Linked DNA regions of Mus musculus: region 1 is linked to region 2. The links are chromatin contacts, called in public promoter capture Hi-C maps. All regions are on one chromosome and are shown on one strand. The core of a region is the stretch at or near the end of the contact, and the rest is flanking DNA. Distances in the headings are between cores, read along the strand shown. Region 1 holds the start of Ankrd61 (ankyrin repeat domain 61). Region 2 has its middle 5.2 kb from the start of 0610040B10Rik.

Region 1 (2,700 bases), core at 56-2,555, 560 kb before region 2:
ATATATATATATATATATCTGCGATCCAGCACTAGAGAGGGGGTGGCAAGATCAGAGGTTCAAGGTCATCCTCAACTACATAGCAAGCTTGAAGCAAGCCAGAGCTGCAAGAGACTGTTTTGAATAATAGCAACAACATCACCATGTAACTGGGAGAAAAGATTTTACTAAAATTAAAGCTAACAGATTAAATGTAGTTCACTTTTATGTTAATATATGTCCTACTCTATTTTGGTCCTGCTAAGAGTTTGGTTTTTTAAAAATCGTATGTGCAGGGCTGAAGAGATGGCTTAGCAGTTAAGAGCACTGACTGCTCTTCCAGAGGTCCTGAGTTCAGTTCCCAGCAAGCACACAGTGGCTTACACCATCTATAATGGGATTCAATGCCCTCTTCTGGTGTGCATAAAGACAGCTACGGTGTACTCATCTACATAAAATAAATGAATAATTTTTTTCCATTTTATTTTTTTCCATTTCCAAATTTTTTATATTAGGTATTTTCTTCATTTACATTTCAAATACTATCCCAAAAGTCCCCCATACCACCCCCCACTCCCCTACCTACCCACTCCCACTTCTTGGCCCTGGCGTTTTCCTGTACTGAGGCATATAAAGTTTGCAAGACCAAGGGGTCTCTCTTCCCAATGATGGCCGACTAGGCCATCTTCTGCTACATATGCAGTTAAGAGTCACGAGCTCCGGGGTACTGGTTAGTTCATATTGTTGTTCCACCTATAGGGTTGCAGACCCCTTCAGCTCCTTGGGTACTTTCTCTAGCTCCTCCAAATTTTTTAAAAAACTGTGCATACATGGCATGGCATGGCATGGCATGGCGAGCGAGGTCAGAGGACAACCTTCAGGAGTCCCACTGTGTAGATCGTCAGGGTGGAGCTCAAGTGCTCATTCTTGGTGGCAGGCATCTTACCCTGGCCAGCTCACTTGGTCCTATTAGATTTAATTATAGTTGATATGTAAGGGAAAAGAGAAATGCTTTTAGCCATAAGGTGCCAGTTTGGTGTAAAAGCTGAGAAACGATGCTTGCAATTGGTACTATAAATGAGGGAACAAAATCTCGGGCTGGCTCCAGTATAACATGGATTCAGTGCACACGCCTTTAATCCCAGCACTTGGGAGGCAGAGGCTGGTGGGTCTCTACATTTGAGGCCAGCCTGATCTACACAGAGACTTCCAGAGAAAGCCTGTCTCAAAAAAAAAAAAAAAAAAAAACTGAAAAAAAAAATAAAAAGAACGAACAAAGGATTCTTTTGACAAACATAATTCTAGAACAGTTCTAGAACTGAGCCAAAGGAATCATCATGGTAAGAGAGACTAACCAATTCCATAGCAGCCTCCCTCACCTGTAAGCCCTTGCTCTAAAGCCGTTCTCATGGGAAACATAACCAAGAGAGGAAGCAGAGACCTGGTGGCTGACGGTGCCACGTTGGTGGAGGAGAGCCTGGCCACGACCCTGCACTCTAAACTGTATGAGGCCATCATCAAGGAAGACTGTAACACCATCAAGACACTTCTCAGAAACCACCCTGTCAACCAGCCCCTGACCATCCTGGCCAACTCCACCCGTTACAGACTACTGAGCCAGGTACTCCCTCCTCTCTGTCACAGTAAAGAAACAACAGAGCGGGAAGCGGTGGCACACCCTTTTAACCCCAGAACTTTGGAGGACTTCACAAAACATAGGGCTCCGCAGACCATCCCCCAGGTCCAGTACACATACCCTAGCCTGCAACTCCTCCATCCTGCGCCACACACAGATGGATGGATGGAACACAGCTTGTGTGGCTGGAAGAAGGGTACCCTCCTCCTCTCAGAACACACCCACAGCGACGATGTCATGTAAGGTGAATTATTTTTCACTTCCTATACACACCTTCCTAGATTTTCTGTTTGTTTGAGGCTGGGCTTACTCTATAGTCCAGGCTGGCCTAGAACTCACCATGTTACCCAAGCTTGCCTAAAGCAAGCAACAATCCTCCTGTCTCCACCTCCCAAGTGCTGGAATTATAGGTATGAGCCCCCAAAGCTGGTTGATCATTGCTTTTGTAATTAACTTTTTTTCTTTTCCAAAAAAGGAAAGTGGCCCCCGTCTTTGTCTCACTCGTCTGTCATCTTGCAGACATGGTGTGTTTTAGGACCCAGCATCCTCAGCTCTACCAATCACAGTAAGGACATGGACCACAGCACCTATGAAACCTTAGAAACCCACATTTTATAGCTCATGATGGCTTGGCAAGACCTAAACAAAATGTAACAAGTACTTGCTATTCAACTTGTGGGTTAATTTAAGGACTAAATGATTTCAGAGCAATTTGCTCCTGATTTTATAGCCAGAGACGGCCTCGTACTCCTGACTCTCCTGCACCTCCACCCCCCAGGGGCTAGGATTATTTACAGGTGAGCACTAACATGCTCAGCTCTAAAACACAAAGTGGGTCATTTAAATTCACCAGTTATGGTAATTTAAACTCAAGGAGAAAAGCTTCAGCCAGGAATGATAGCACATGCCTTAGGAGGCAGGGGCAGCTGGATCTGTCTGTGAATTCCAGGCTCCATCTACACAGGGAAACTCTCGCCAAGAAACAAAACAAAAACAAACAAACAAATAAATACAACATCTCAATGCATGAACTGAAGCCAAGCCAATGCTAACATCCTTAGACTGTGGACCAGTGAGCTGTGCCA
Region 2 (2,700 bases), core at 85-2,584:
GAACAAGGACCTTCAGTGTTTGGACACTGAGAGTCCCCATTTTGGGAGCCAGATTAATTCAAAGTATTAGTACAAATCCCCAACAGAAAACCTCACTATAACTCTCTTCCTACATGACGCTACATTGTGTCAAGTTTATTATTAAACAACTAACCATCACTCTTACTCCAGAGCCTTCTTGCTTTGTTCTTCTGTTCTGACTGCATTTGTTAATGCCAAGGGTCCTGTTTATGACATTGGTGACCAACATTTGGTGAGTAAATTCTCTTATCCTTACTTTCGAGTTGGAAGAAACCAGAAGACAAAAGAGGTCAGGTAATCTATCTGGAGTCACACTGCATGCTCTATCGGAAGCCAGGAAACGATCCCTGAGCATGCGCATCAGTGCCTTTACAGCTACACTGCTTAAAGAAAATGTTTCTCCCTTAACAGGAACTGTTTCCTGCCTCTAGAGTGTCAGGCAAAGCTCCAGACTTGTGAGCCCCACCCATCTTTATTACAGAATGTCCACAGGCCCCGTTTGGTAAAGGTTAGCTTACTCACTGGGTAGACCAGGCTGGCCTTACACGCACAATCTTCCTGCCTCGGCCTCCCGAGTGCCGGGATGGTAGGCGTGTCCCACTCTGCCTGGCTCTGTGTACACACTCTTTATCCTTGCTTGAGTTCCCAGCCAATATTTCCATTCTGTGTTTCTTGCTGGAACTACCTTTTTGTCAGTCCGAAGCAGAGCTCTAAGGGGGGCAGGACACACTCAGGGTCAAAAGTGTTAGTCACTTCTCTCACTGCTGTTGAGAAATACCTGGCAGATGAGACTTAAGTAAGTGCTTGTTAGTTTTTGTTTTATGTCAGTGAGGACATGTGTAAATATGTGTGTGTGTGTGTGTTGTGAACCGAATGTTAGTGTCCAGTGTTTTCCCTAATTACTCTCTGTCTCACATATAGAATCTCTCAGTTGTAGCCAGAACCTGCTGAATCAGCATGCTGGGGATGTGGAGTGGGGGAGGAGCTGCCGTTTGTGCATTCATGTGTTTCCATGCCCACCTGGCATTATACGGGGATTCAAACTCCTGTCCTCGCGCTTATGCAGCAAGCTCTTTGCCCGTGGAGTCATCTCTCCAGCCCTTAGGGTTTATTTTTATAGGCGTTTGATTCAGGAAGTTATGGTGGTCGAGTTTGAGACGGTTGAACACATTGCATCTGTGGTCAGGACGGCCAGAGGCAAACACTGGTTTTCAGCTCACTTTCCAAAGACCCAGCCCCACAGCATCACCATGCCCATACTGAGCGGGTCTTCCTGCCTCTGTTAAACTGTGTAGTGTTGTCATGGATACCCAGAGGTGTGTCTCCCGGGTGATTCCAAATGCAAACAAGCTGACAATGAAAACTAGTATGTGTTCCACAGGGTTCGTGTTTTGATTACTTGGACCCAGCTGGGGACACTATTTCCATACCAAGTCCCTTCCTTGTCTCGTTTTCTGCTCCCGGTCAACCATTGCCAAGTAACACCCACCTTCTGCGAAACAATCCCACCACCATGGTGTTCTACCCAAGTGCATGGAGCCAAGCAGCTATGCACTGAACCCTCTGAAACCTCAAACACATCCTCCCTTGCTTACGTCGTCTCCAGCAAGTCACTGCTACACAAAAGTACTCAAAACAGAGAGCTATACAGCTTAGGAACAGTCCAAAATGAGTCCCAAAGTGGAGATTTGAGGTTCCTAAGCACAGCGAAGCCATCGCAGAAGCAAAGACAAGTGCAAATTCCAAAAAGTGAATTCGGCACCCACAGGCTGATACAAGCCAGTTCACAGGGATATGCTGTGGCGCCATCTACTGGCCAGAGTAATTTTTGTTCTGCCTCTGCCTACCTCTCTCTCTCTCTCTCTCTCTCTCTCTCTCTCTCTCTCTCTGCCACAGAATAACTTGTGGGAATCAATTCTTCCCTATGATTATGCAGGACCTGGAGATGAAATTTGGGTCGTCAGGGCAACCAGCACCCTAACCCTCTGAGCCACCTAGCAGGCCCTGTTTGAACATTTCCTTCAGTATAAATTTCCATCAGGTATAACTCCCTCCCTCCCCATTCATCCAGCCCGTTTTTATTGAGCATCTACTATGGGGTTCAGATTCTAAAATAGTTGCTACTGATATTACAACAAACTAAAACAAGGCAGGTTTCACCCACAAAGAAAAACACTTCTATTATATCCCTTCTTCCCCCAGTCTGTTTTACCTTGGAAAAATTTCCCATGACCAATACATGTCTCCCACATGAACAGCTATGCAATCTTTATGTCTCTGTGTATGTGCTTGTGAGCATGTGCGGAGGTCATTCCTTAGGAGACACCTACTTGCCTTTATAGCTTATTTATGTGTATGTGTGTTGCACACGCACGTGTGTAATGGGCCCCATGCACACATAGAGGTTGGAGGAGGAGGCCACTGTCATTCTCTACCACTTTCCAGCTATTCCTCGGGGGCAGTGTCTCCTGACAAACTCAGAGCTCTTGTTTCTTTCAGGTAGGCTGACAACCAGCAAGCTCCAGTGATCCTCCTGCCTCTGTCCACTCAAGGTTGGGGTTGAAAGTCTGTAGGGAGAACCGGAGAGATGGCTCAGCAGTTAAGAGCGCTGACTGCTCTTCCAGAGGTCATGAGTTCAATTCCCAGCAACCACATGGTGGCTCACAACTATCTGTAATG

The links. Promoter capture Hi-C pulls out the DNA fragments that hold promoters and counts their contacts.
Region 1: a promoter capture Hi-C map of the HPC-7 cell line shows a contact between it and region 2, with 5 times the contacts expected there. The contact joins the promoter of Ankrd61 here to the enhancer-like site in region 2. A contact is called at or near these places in 12 of 39 promoter capture datasets (the 3T3-L1 cell line, the C10 cell line, the HPC-7 cell line and 8 more), 5 of 484 Hi-C or Micro-C datasets (CD4 T cells, LSK cells, double positive thymocytes and 2 more), 8 of 115 datasets of contacts at active chromatin or transcription factors (astrocytes, bone marrow-derived macrophages, embryonic forebrain and 4 more) and 2 of 9 other capture datasets (adipose tissue and liver).

The regions. Positions count from the first base shown.
Region 1 is chr5:143,893,672-143,896,371 of GRCm38.p6, reverse strand. Ankrd61 (ankyrin repeat domain 61) reads left to right here and starts at 1,305. Exons shown (of 3, transcript NM_025732.4): 1 at 1,305-1,600. The coding sequence starts at 1,388. All of the region lies in intron 11 of Eif2ak1 (eukaryotic translation initiation factor 2 alpha kinase 1), which reads right to left.
Region 2 is chr5:143,333,200-143,335,899 of GRCm38.p6, reverse strand. No RefSeq gene overlaps it. Among named protein-coding and RNA genes, the nearest start is that of 0610040B10Rik, 5.2 kb to the right of the region's middle. Within about 2 kb of position 1,334, at least 32 of the 459 cell types and tissues checked have an H3K27ac peak or open chromatin away from gene starts, as enhancers often do. A contact at or near this core is called in the HPC-7 cell line, bone marrow-derived macrophages, pre-B cells and 2 more, where this site is marked.